Linked DNA regions of Oryctolagus cuniculus: regions 1 and 3 are each linked to region 2. Evidence: chromatin contacts called from public Hi-C and Micro-C data. All regions are on one chromosome and are shown on one strand. The core of a region is the stretch at or near the end of the contact, and the rest is flanking DNA. Distances in the headings are between cores, read along the strand shown.

The links. Hi-C and Micro-C count contacts between places; a contact is called where the count stands out from the background.
Region 1: a contact with region 2 is called in a Micro-C map of ear pinna, with 5 times the contacts expected there. The contact joins the enhancer-like site here to the promoter of LOC100338504 in region 2. A contact is called at or near these places in 3 of 6 Hi-C or Micro-C datasets (ear pinna, skin fibroblasts and an unstated tissue).
Region 3: a Hi-C map of embryonic fibroblasts shows a contact between it and region 2, with 1.9 times the contacts expected there. The contact joins the enhancer-like site here to the promoter of LOC100338504 in region 2. A contact is called at or near these places in 3 of 6 Hi-C or Micro-C datasets (embryonic fibroblasts, skin fibroblasts and an unstated tissue).

What each region holds. Positions count from the first base shown.
Region 1 is chr4:84,004,904-84,008,268 of mOryCun1.1, reverse strand. All of the region lies in intron 1 of LOC138849312 (a long non-coding RNA gene), which reads left to right. Among named protein-coding and RNA genes, the nearest start is that of BDH1, 32 kb to the right of the region's middle. Within about 2 kb of position 2,073, at least 4 of the 8 cell types and tissues checked have an H3K27ac peak or open chromatin away from gene starts, as enhancers often do.
Region 2 is chr4:84,093,841-84,097,051 of mOryCun1.1, reverse strand. It overlaps LOC100338504 (large ribosomal subunit protein eL32), which reads left to right and starts at 1,531. Exons shown (of 1, transcript XM_051818932.2): 1 at 1,531-3,211. The coding sequence starts at 3,160. PPP1R2 (protein phosphatase 1 regulatory inhibitor subunit 2) reads right to left here. Exons shown (of 6, transcript NM_001082744.2): 5 at 1,364-1,531.
Region 3 is chr4:84,024,804-84,027,934 of mOryCun1.1, reverse strand. No RefSeq gene overlaps it. Among named protein-coding and RNA genes, the nearest start is that of APOD, 15 kb to the left of the region's middle. Within about 2 kb of position 1,499, at least 3 of the 8 cell types and tissues checked have an H3K27ac peak or open chromatin away from gene starts, as enhancers often do.

The DNA of each region.
Region 1 (3,365 bases), core at 824-3,323, 89 kb after region 2:
AGAGAGAGCATGCGAGCCCTTCTACTTGCTGATTCATTCCTTCAAATGCCTGTAAGAGCAGGTGCTTGGATGAGGCAGAAGCTGGCAGCCAGGAACTCAATACCGGTCTCCCATGTGGTCGGCAGGACCCCAATTATTTGAACGACTATGGTGGCCTCCCAGGGTCTGAGCTAGCAGAACGCTGGAGCCAGGAGCCAGAGTCAGGACCTGAGCTCAGGAACTCTGATGTGAGATGCAGGTGTCTAACAAGCCTCTTAACCACTAAATTCCCACCCATCTATTGAAGAATTTTAAAATTCAATAATGTGAGAGTAGAAACACTTCAAAAATTAAAACCAAGTATGAACAGCAATTTCTTTTTTTTGTAATAATTGTGAAATGTATCTTTTTATAAAAGGTATTTATTTGAAAGTGAGAGTAGGGAGAGGAGAGAGAGAGTTCTTTCATCTGGTGGTTCACTCTCCAAGTGGCCACAACAGCTGGGGCTGGGGAGGCTAAAGCCAGGAGCCAGGTGCACCATCTGGGTCTCCCACATGAGTGGAGAAACTCAAGCACTTGGGCCATCTTCCACTGCCTTCCCAGGTGCATTAGCGGGGAGCTGGGTTGCAAATGGAACAGTCAGGACTCAAATCCGCTCTCTGAAACGGGATGCTGGTGTTAGAAGTGGCAGCTTAGCCCCTGCGCCGCAACACTGGCCTCAACTCAGAAACTTCTTTCAAAGACCTCTGCCAGTGTTGTTACCCCCTACTCTCACTCTCACTTCTTATCCTGAAAATACCTCCATCCACCCGCCTCTTCCATGGGAAAGAACTTCTTACTGAGTTTTCAAGGAAGACAGGTCATTGTCGTAACCACTGTGTGAGACGCGCAGTAGCAGTATTAGCCTCTCATGTAACTGACGGGAAAGTTTTGCTTTCCCCCAGTCAGTCACAGGGAGGGAAGCTCTGGCGCCACCTGGCTCCTTGCTCTGACAGAGGTCGTTCTGCTCTGAGGTACAGGGGATGCAATCACGGCACACCTGTGAGAGGGCTAGCAGGTGCTTTCCCCAGGTACCCATGGCTCCCGGCAGTGCGCTCCCTGAGGCAGGTTTTGAAAGAGATGAGGGCTGGGGATGGCAGCAAGGGAGGCTGCACACAGTGAGACAGGGGTCTGAGCAGCCAGGCACCAGGTGGGATTGGGGGTGAGGGGTGCAATATTGACCCTCCCGTGGCCCGAGGCCATCCCTGAAAAGCCAAAGTCACAAAGGTGTACTCTTGAGTCTGGCGCTGTGGCTTAGAGGGTAAAGCTGCCGCCTGCAGCGCCGGCATCCCACATGGTGCCGGCTGCACCACTTCTGATCTAGCTCTCTGCTATGGCCTGGGAAAACAGTGGGAAACGGCCCAAATCCTTGGGCCCCTGCACCCGTGTGAGAGACCTGGAAGAAGCTCCTGGCTCCTAGCTTCCAGCATACAGCTCTGTAACTCTGCCTTTCAAATAAATAAATAAATACATACATACATAAATAAAAAATAATAAAAAAAAGATGCTGCTTGGGCTGCCTGCATCCCATATTGGAGGGCTTGGGTTCATGCCCAGTCTCTATTTCCAATTCCAGCTTCCTGCTCATGTGCACCCTGACAGGCAGCAGGTGATGGCTCAAGTAATAGGGTACCTGCCACCTGCATGGGAGGCTCAGATGGGAGTTCCAGGCTCCTGGCTTCAGCCTGGCCCAGCCCCGGCTCTTGGGGGGCATTTTCCTGTGAACCAGCACATGGAAGATCTGTCTCCCTTCTTATTAAAACTTAAAAAGTTCATAGAAAATGTATATTATGAAAAAATTATTCATGGATTTAAAAATGTTTGCAGCAAAACAAGCTTGCCTTTTGACTCCATTTTCCATAAACTTTTGGAGCGCCCTCATAGGAAGAAGGGCGTCCCGCCTGCGTTCAGCCCGGCGCTGCCTCTCCTGGGCGCTGCCTCCCCTGGGAGCCTGATGCACTCAGCCTCTGCGCCAGTGCAGCGCCTTCCCACCCGCGGCTTGGCGGCCCGGAGCCAACCTCCCGCCGTGCCTTCTGTGGCACCCGGTCTGATGTTGGAGAAGGGCGACCTCTAGCGCTGTTTCTGGAAGAGGAGCAGCGGCTTCCTCCTGTGGGAACTGTCCTGCCCAGCAGTGACAGGCAGAGACCGGTGCAGGGAGGTCAGTCCTGTCCCAGGCAGTGCCTGAGCCTTCCAACACCAGGAAGGCACTGCGTGGCGGCTGTGACTTTTGGGGGCCCCACCATCTTTGTCCACCCCATTCTTTGAGATGGAAATCACCTTTGTCCCAGCGTCCGGCAAAGTGCCACTCAATGACGTCCCCAGGCCTTTTCCTTCCAAGCAGCTTGCCTTGCTTAAGCGGCTCCTAGAAGGAATTTTGAGCTGCAGTGATTGGCCACAGGACAGGACGCCCACAGTGCTGAGGAGGCAGAGACATCGGGAAGTAAAGTGACCCGGGACTGCCTGGTGGGAGATGCACACTGTCCCCTCCTGGTCAGCAGGTACACTCAGAAGCACTTTTGTTGCCACGTCCTATGAACTATTATCTATCTCCAGCTCTGTGTGACTCTCCCAAGTTTAATGAGACCCAGTGTGGCACCAACAAGGTTCTACCAAGTGCTATTTGAATATGACTTTTGCCAAGGTCCCATTGTGTGCTGTTTGAATGTGACTTTTGTGCCCATCCACCCAAGTTTGCTTGAGATCGTCCTGGTTTGCATCTGTCACCCTAATGTGTTAATAACAATGTTCTCTTGCACTGTGAAGGGGGCCTCATTTGTGTGGCAAATTACACAATCACCCAGTTCGGATGGCCTCCGTTAGCAAGTGCTCAAGCCTGAGGATTTAGGGGTGTGGGAGGTAATGGTACCAGGAATTTGAGATTTATTGATTACCACAATCTTGTCATGATTAGTTCCACGCTTCCTGGCATCCAGACCAAAAAAAAAAAAAAAGCGTGAAGGGGTAGGAGTTGACTCTGTCTTGTCACATGGCACATGTTCTGTCTTCTGGAGGGACGTGTTTACCAGCCACTGTTAGGAGGAATTCTAAATTGCTGTATAAGAGACACTAAACAACACAAGGGATGTCGACAGAAGTTTCTATGCGGCCAGGTTTCACATTGGTTTTCAAAAATGTGCGTTTCTCATCATCAGTGAAAACGGTGGAGGGAATAAAAGTGATTCCACAGGGACCCACTGAAATAGTGTGTGTGCAGGTGCCAGGTGAACTCTGAGAGTCAAGACGTTCACCCTTTCATTCGTATTATCCTGTCTAGATCTTAGCCCTATTGATGAGGGAGCCGAGGTCCAGAAGGGACACAGCTTCCCAGAAGCAAAACCGGCACAGGC
Region 2 (3,211 bases), core at 282-2,781:
AAAAAGAAATTGAAAAGAAAGGACAGGACAGGACAGGACTGGACAGGAAAGCACTGGTGCAGGTGTAAATTTCCAGCAGCAAGAGGGGTATTCATAGTCTTACCATTGTCACTAAGAGTTAATGTCGGAAGTCTGAATAGAAATTGATGAAAAGTTGAAACTATTCACTTGAATACACCAAAAGAAACCATAAGGACACGGGTAAAATAGAAAACAAAGACTCCAAGGCAGTTATATGGGAGATATAGGTCATCTAAAAATGGATTATATATTTTTAAAAGGCAGACAGACATGTAATAACTACTACTTAACATGAATAACCAAAAATATTATAATCTGACACTATTATGAGTCAGTGACTCACCAGTTTGTATCACAGAATTACTCATATTTCATACTATGCTCACCAGGACAATAACATGATAGTTTACTTTCCTAAGACTTAACCATTCTCAGCGTCATAAATAAAGTAAGTTGCACCACCAACGAAAAGCATCAGTGTTTAAATATGAAGAGTAGGTAATAAGCTTAAAAAGTCATTAGTGGTAAAGAAGATTCACCTTCAGAATAGTAAATAAGTAAAATCTACTTCCTATGACTGGGAAAGAGTCGCTACAAAGGGCTGGTTTTCAAAAGACTTAAAAAAAATCACATAGACTGCCAATCCAACAGCCAAGAGAATTAACATTGGAAAGATATGACATGCTCTCCAACTAAAGGGATGTAAAAGAAATCTTTCACATTAAATATCTGTTGCTGGGATGGACACCAATGTAGCAAAGACATCTGCATCCCATATCAGAGTGCCTGGGTTTGATTCACCACTCGGCCTCCTTATTCCCCACTAACATAGACCCTGGGAGGCAATGATGATGGTTCAATTAACTGGGTTCCTGCCACCCATATTGGAGACTTGGAAGGAATGCCTGGCTTTGGCCTGGCACAGTCTTGGCCCTTGTGGGCATTTGTGGAATAAATCTGTGGATGGGAGCTTTCTGTCTCTTACATAAATAAAAAATGAAAACAAAAACTCCATCATGTTTCTTTTAAAAATTTTAAGTTTTCATTAGCTCATTATGACAAAATATGACCTGAAAACATTTAAAACAAACTACAATTTAAAGATGACAGATATCCTTGTCCAAAGCCAAGTAGATCATAAAACAAAGCCACATACTATAACATATGGTCTTAAGTTAACAAATACTCTTTAAAAACTTTTTTGAAATTTGCCACAGGAGTTGAAATTTTAGAAACATTCAGCATCACAATAAAATATGAGTTTTCTCCTGCAATTTTAAATCAAATTATATCTAAGACGGAGAGGATCAAAAGTCTCAGTGATACTTTCAAAACATCAAACCTTGATTTGATTCTTCTGTATTCATGCTTTCTCCATCTGCAGTCTCTGACATTTCTTCATCTTCCTCATCATCATGTAGGTCTTTCGAAATTAACTGTCTAGCTAATTTAATATTTAGTCCTTCATTGTAGTGAAGCTTCCTTTTCATTTCAAATTGTCGCTTTTTTTCTGTAAGATACCAAAAAAACAAGCTCAGAAAGTCTCAGCTCAAGAGACTAAGTTTTACTGGGAAAGTCATGTTTGTTTTCATCATGTTTAATGCTGTTTTTGTGCTCAATGGCAGAGTTAAGTAGTTTGCAAAAACACTGCAGACAACAAAATCTAAAATATTACTACCTGGTGCTTTACAGAAAAGTTTGCTAACTGCTGCTTTAAATTGTTCAAGTGTATCTCAAGAGAAGACAGGAGTAAGAGTTGTTAACGCCCTGGCCTGGGGCGTCAGCATCCCACACGGATGCCAGTTCTAGTCCCGGCTGCTCCACTTGCAATCCAGCTCTCTGCTATGGCCTGGGATAGCAGTGGAGGATGGCCCAGGTACTTGGGCCCCTGCACCCACATGGGAGAACCGGAGGAGGCTCCTGGCTTCGGATCGGTGCAGTTCTGGCCGTTGCAGCCAATTGGGAGTGAATCATAAGAAGGAAGACCTCTCTCTCTCTCTCTCCTCTCTCCTCTCTCTCTCTCTGTGTAACTCTGACTCTCAAGTGAAAAATAAATAAATCTTTAAAAAAAAAGAATTATATTTGAGATAGAATTTAAATATATTTCCTCATCAGGAGTTGAATGGGGGAAAAAAAGCATGTTATAATACCATATACATATTATGTACAAAGCCTGTACACATACATATACAAGCACATATGCAAAATACTAAACAACAATTAACAGTGGTTAATTCTAGGTCAAGAACTATATCATAGTTTTAATATATAAACAGGAGGTCGGTGCCATGGTGCAGCGGGTTAAGCCCTGGCCTGAAGCACTGGCATCCCATATGGGCGCTGGTTCTAGTCCCAGCTGCTCCTCTTCTGATCCAGCTATGGCCTGGGAAAGCAGTAGAGGATGGCCCAAGTCTTGCACCTGAGTGGGAGACCCAGAAGAAGCTCCTGGCTCCGGATCAGCCCAGCTACAGCCATTGCGGCCATCTGGGGAGTGAACCATCAGATGGAAGACATCTCTCTCTCTCTTTCTCTCTCTGCCTCTTCTCTCTCTGTGTAACTCTGACTTTCAAATAAATAAATAAATTCATATATATATATATATAAAAAAACAGGAAACATTCTCTCATGTACATAGCAGACTTATATAATTTTTAAGTAGTGACAAGTGGGGCTTGTATTGTGGTGGAGAGGGTTAAGCTGTTGCCTGTGACACCAGCATCCCATATGGGTCCCGGCTGCTCCACTTCTGATTCAGCTCCCTAATAATGTATCTGGGAAAGCAAGGGAAGATCTTGATAGAGTTCTAGAATCCTGGCTTTGGCCATGCCCAGTTCAAGCTTTCATAGCCATTTGGGGAATAAACAAGCAGATGGAAGATTCTAACTCTGCCTTTCAAATAGCAAATAAATAACTAAAGTGACAAAGCACTGAGTTATAATTCCTTATTTGCAAAGATCTCTGATTTCCAATAAAAAGCTGATCTCATAGAAGCAGAGAGTACAACAGTGGTTACCAGAGCCTGGGGGTGGTTTGAGAATGTTTGGAGGTAAGATGGAGAGAGTTGGTTAACAGGTATAGGTGTGGGTTTCATTTCAGAAAAAATTTCGAGTTTTCTGCGTAGTACTAAGGGCAGGCACCATGGCCGCCCTCAGACCCCTGGTGAAGCCCAAGATCGTCAAAAAGAGGACCA
Region 3 (3,131 bases), core at 250-2,749, 69 kb after region 2:
CGTATTCCCCACCTCCAGTCAAGGGGAGGACAAAGGCCAGTGACCTTCAACATCCCAGAGACCCAGGCCAGCCCTATGTGCCCAGGACCCGGCAGGGACCCCCATGTCCAGGACAAAAAGCCTATTGATCTGAAGCAGGCCAGAGGCCCCTCTGATCCCAGTGTCCTGAGCTTTCGATTACACATGACTTAACATTTTCCCCTTAATGATCAAATGTCTGTTTCTCTGGTACATTCTGTTTTTTTGAACTGGGCTGCTTTGATGAAGCTAGAAATAACAAAAATTTAGGAAAACAAACAAAGTCAATGTTTAAAAAGCAAAGGATTGAAAAAAAATTGGCTCAGCAAATCTGCTTCCAGTGAGGGAAGTTTCAACCATGCATAGGAACTTGTCATTCTCTTGTGAGGGACACGGAGGGGCTCATCTGGGGAAAGCTCCTGGGCATGCGGGATGTTCCCACTGTAGCCCTTGGAAATGAACATGAACTTTGCCTGTTTTGGTCTGGGATGGTCTTTATGTTGCCATAGTAACCAATCCAGGTTGAGAACTTCACTTCCAGGCAGATTCACCCTGACTCCTGCAGATGCAAGTTACTGACCCCCTTTACCCATCCTGCACTCTGCTCCTTCCAGGAACCGGGATCAGGGCCATGGAATTCCCCAGAGGCTGAGGCCTCCAACCAGGGGAAGTGACAGCTTTTCCAGGGCCCTCCACCATAGCAGAGTTTGTTTGCAAAGATGTGTGTGGCCTGCTGAGGGAACAATCGCAGGTTCTGTTGCAGAATTCTTGGGTGGGCTGCCTTCATCTGAGGCCCCAAAGAACTGAATGCATGATGGGGGAAGGAAATGTTCAAAAACCAAAAACAAAACCAAAACAATGGTACAAAGGCGGCACTGTCCCTGTGAGCGGAGGGAGTGGCAGGGTCAGCCCAACCCAGGTCCTGTGCCAGGTCTCCCACAGCATCTATGGCAGCTGGGCGGATGCACATCCCTGGTCCAGGACAGCGTGGGTGTAGAAGCCACAGGGATAAGTGCCCACAAAAGAACATCCTGCAGAGACACCCATGGGACTGTAGATTTGGAAGCTGAAGAGTGCAGGGCACACCCCAGATTTACTCTACATTTAAAAAAAAGATTTGTGTATTTATTTGAAAGTCAGAGTTACAGAAAGGGAGAGACAAAGAGAAAGGCAGAGAGGGAGGGAGATTGATCTTCCATCTGCTGGTTCACTGGTTCACTCCCCAGATGGACATAACAGGTAAGGCTGAGCAAGGTCAAAGCCGGGAGCCAGGAGCTTCATCTGCGTCTCCTATGTGGGTGGCAGGGGCCCAAGCATTTTGGGCCATCTTCTGGGTTTTTCCCAGGCCATTAGCAGGGAGGTAGATCAGAAGTGGAGCATCTGGGGCTTGAACCGGCACCCAGATGGAACGTTGGCCTCACAGGAAGAGGCTTCACCCACTACGCCACAGCACTGGCCCCCAGATCCACTTTGGCAGCCCTGTAGGGGGACTGCTGAAGAGACCGCGTCAAGGCAGGTGGTGAGCGTCCCCACGTGGGGGACACAGCCTAACTGCTCTCAGCTCAAATTCACCGACCACAGCCGGCGCCGCAGATCACTAGGCTAATCCTCCACCTTGCGGCGCCGGCACACCGGGTTCTAGTCCCGGTCGGGGCACTGGATTCTGTCCCGGTTGCCCCTCTTCCAGGCCAGCTCTCTGCTGTGGCCAGGGAGTGCAGTGGAGGATGGCCCCTTCTGCTAGGTCCCAGCTGCATCCTCTTTCTGGCCCTTGAAAGTCCTGAGCATGTGCTACCTGGTCTGGAGGAGCCAGGACACAGGCAGGGCAGGGGAGGCAGAAGGGAGGCTAGGGGAGGCTCAGACAGCCGGCGACCATCAAACCCTGCCGCCTGCCCCACTCTGCCAGTGCCCTGGTGTCTGAAGCCCACCAGCTGTGCTCCAGCTCCCAAAGCTCTCCAGGGCTGTGGCTCCTGGGAAGCCCAAGACTCCCTGGGTCCCCGTGTCCTTTCCAGCGGTGCACTCACCATGGGCAAGGAGGGAGAGAGCCAGAGAGTGGGTGAGGAAGGAGGGCAGGTGGGGAAGGCGCTCCCAGCCTCCGTACCAGGAGGGCCCACTGAGTTGTCTTCAGGTGAAATTGTTTATGTGGAACTGAAATGCAAATCCTGGGCTCCCTGGTCTGCTCTTGGTGGGTCTGCTGGGATGGCCAGTGGTTGAGCAACCCAGAGTGTGATTATTAAACTGACGGTAACAAAGCAGCTGTGAGGGAGCCAAGAGGCACAAACTCCCCGAGGCTGGCTCTGGAGGCTTTGCAAATTCCAAACAACTTTGCCAATGAACTGCAGTAACCCAGCCACAGGCCGAAGAGGGCAATCCTCACTCCAAGTGCATCCTGTCCTCGTCGAGCTGTTCTGACCCCAGATTTCTCGTGTGTGTTCTCATGGTTGACTCCCAGGAGCTTGTCCATCCTCGATGGAGTGGACACGTGAACAGGGAGGTCTGTAACCCCAGCACAAAATAACCACTTGGTGGGGGCTGTAAAGGCCCATGATGGATTCTTCTATCAAATTGTAGAACAGGGGTGTGTGTGCATGTGTGCCTGTGTGTGTGTGTGCCTGTGTACGTGTTCATGACTGTGTACAAGTATATATGCCTGTATGTGTGTCTGTGTGCGTGTATATGCATGTGTACCAGTATGTATGTGTACCAGTGTGTGTGTTGGGGGCGGTGCTGATCAGGTGAGACTAGAAGCCCTGGGAGCCCAGGGGAAAAGCAGCCGTTCGTGATGAGTCTGAGTGGTCAGACCAGAACCAGCCCTGGGGTGTGGGTGACAGCCCTGAGCCAGCTGGAGAGGGAAGAAGCAAGGGCCTGGGTGGTCCTGAACAGAGGCTGTTTGGTGGGGACAGGAGGTGATCTTCCGCAGCCCAAGGCTTCGTCATTCCGGCCTCAGCCGAGGGCTGGCCCTTTCTCCTCCTCCTCGAGCCTCTCAGCAGTGAGGGTCCCCTTCCTGGCTCTCCTCTGTCTCCACCCGCACGCTACTTCCCGGGGCTGCCTTCCGCGCTCACATCCCGCACTCTTGTCTGCACACGGGTGACGGCAGAGGGCGGTGAGCAGTCTCC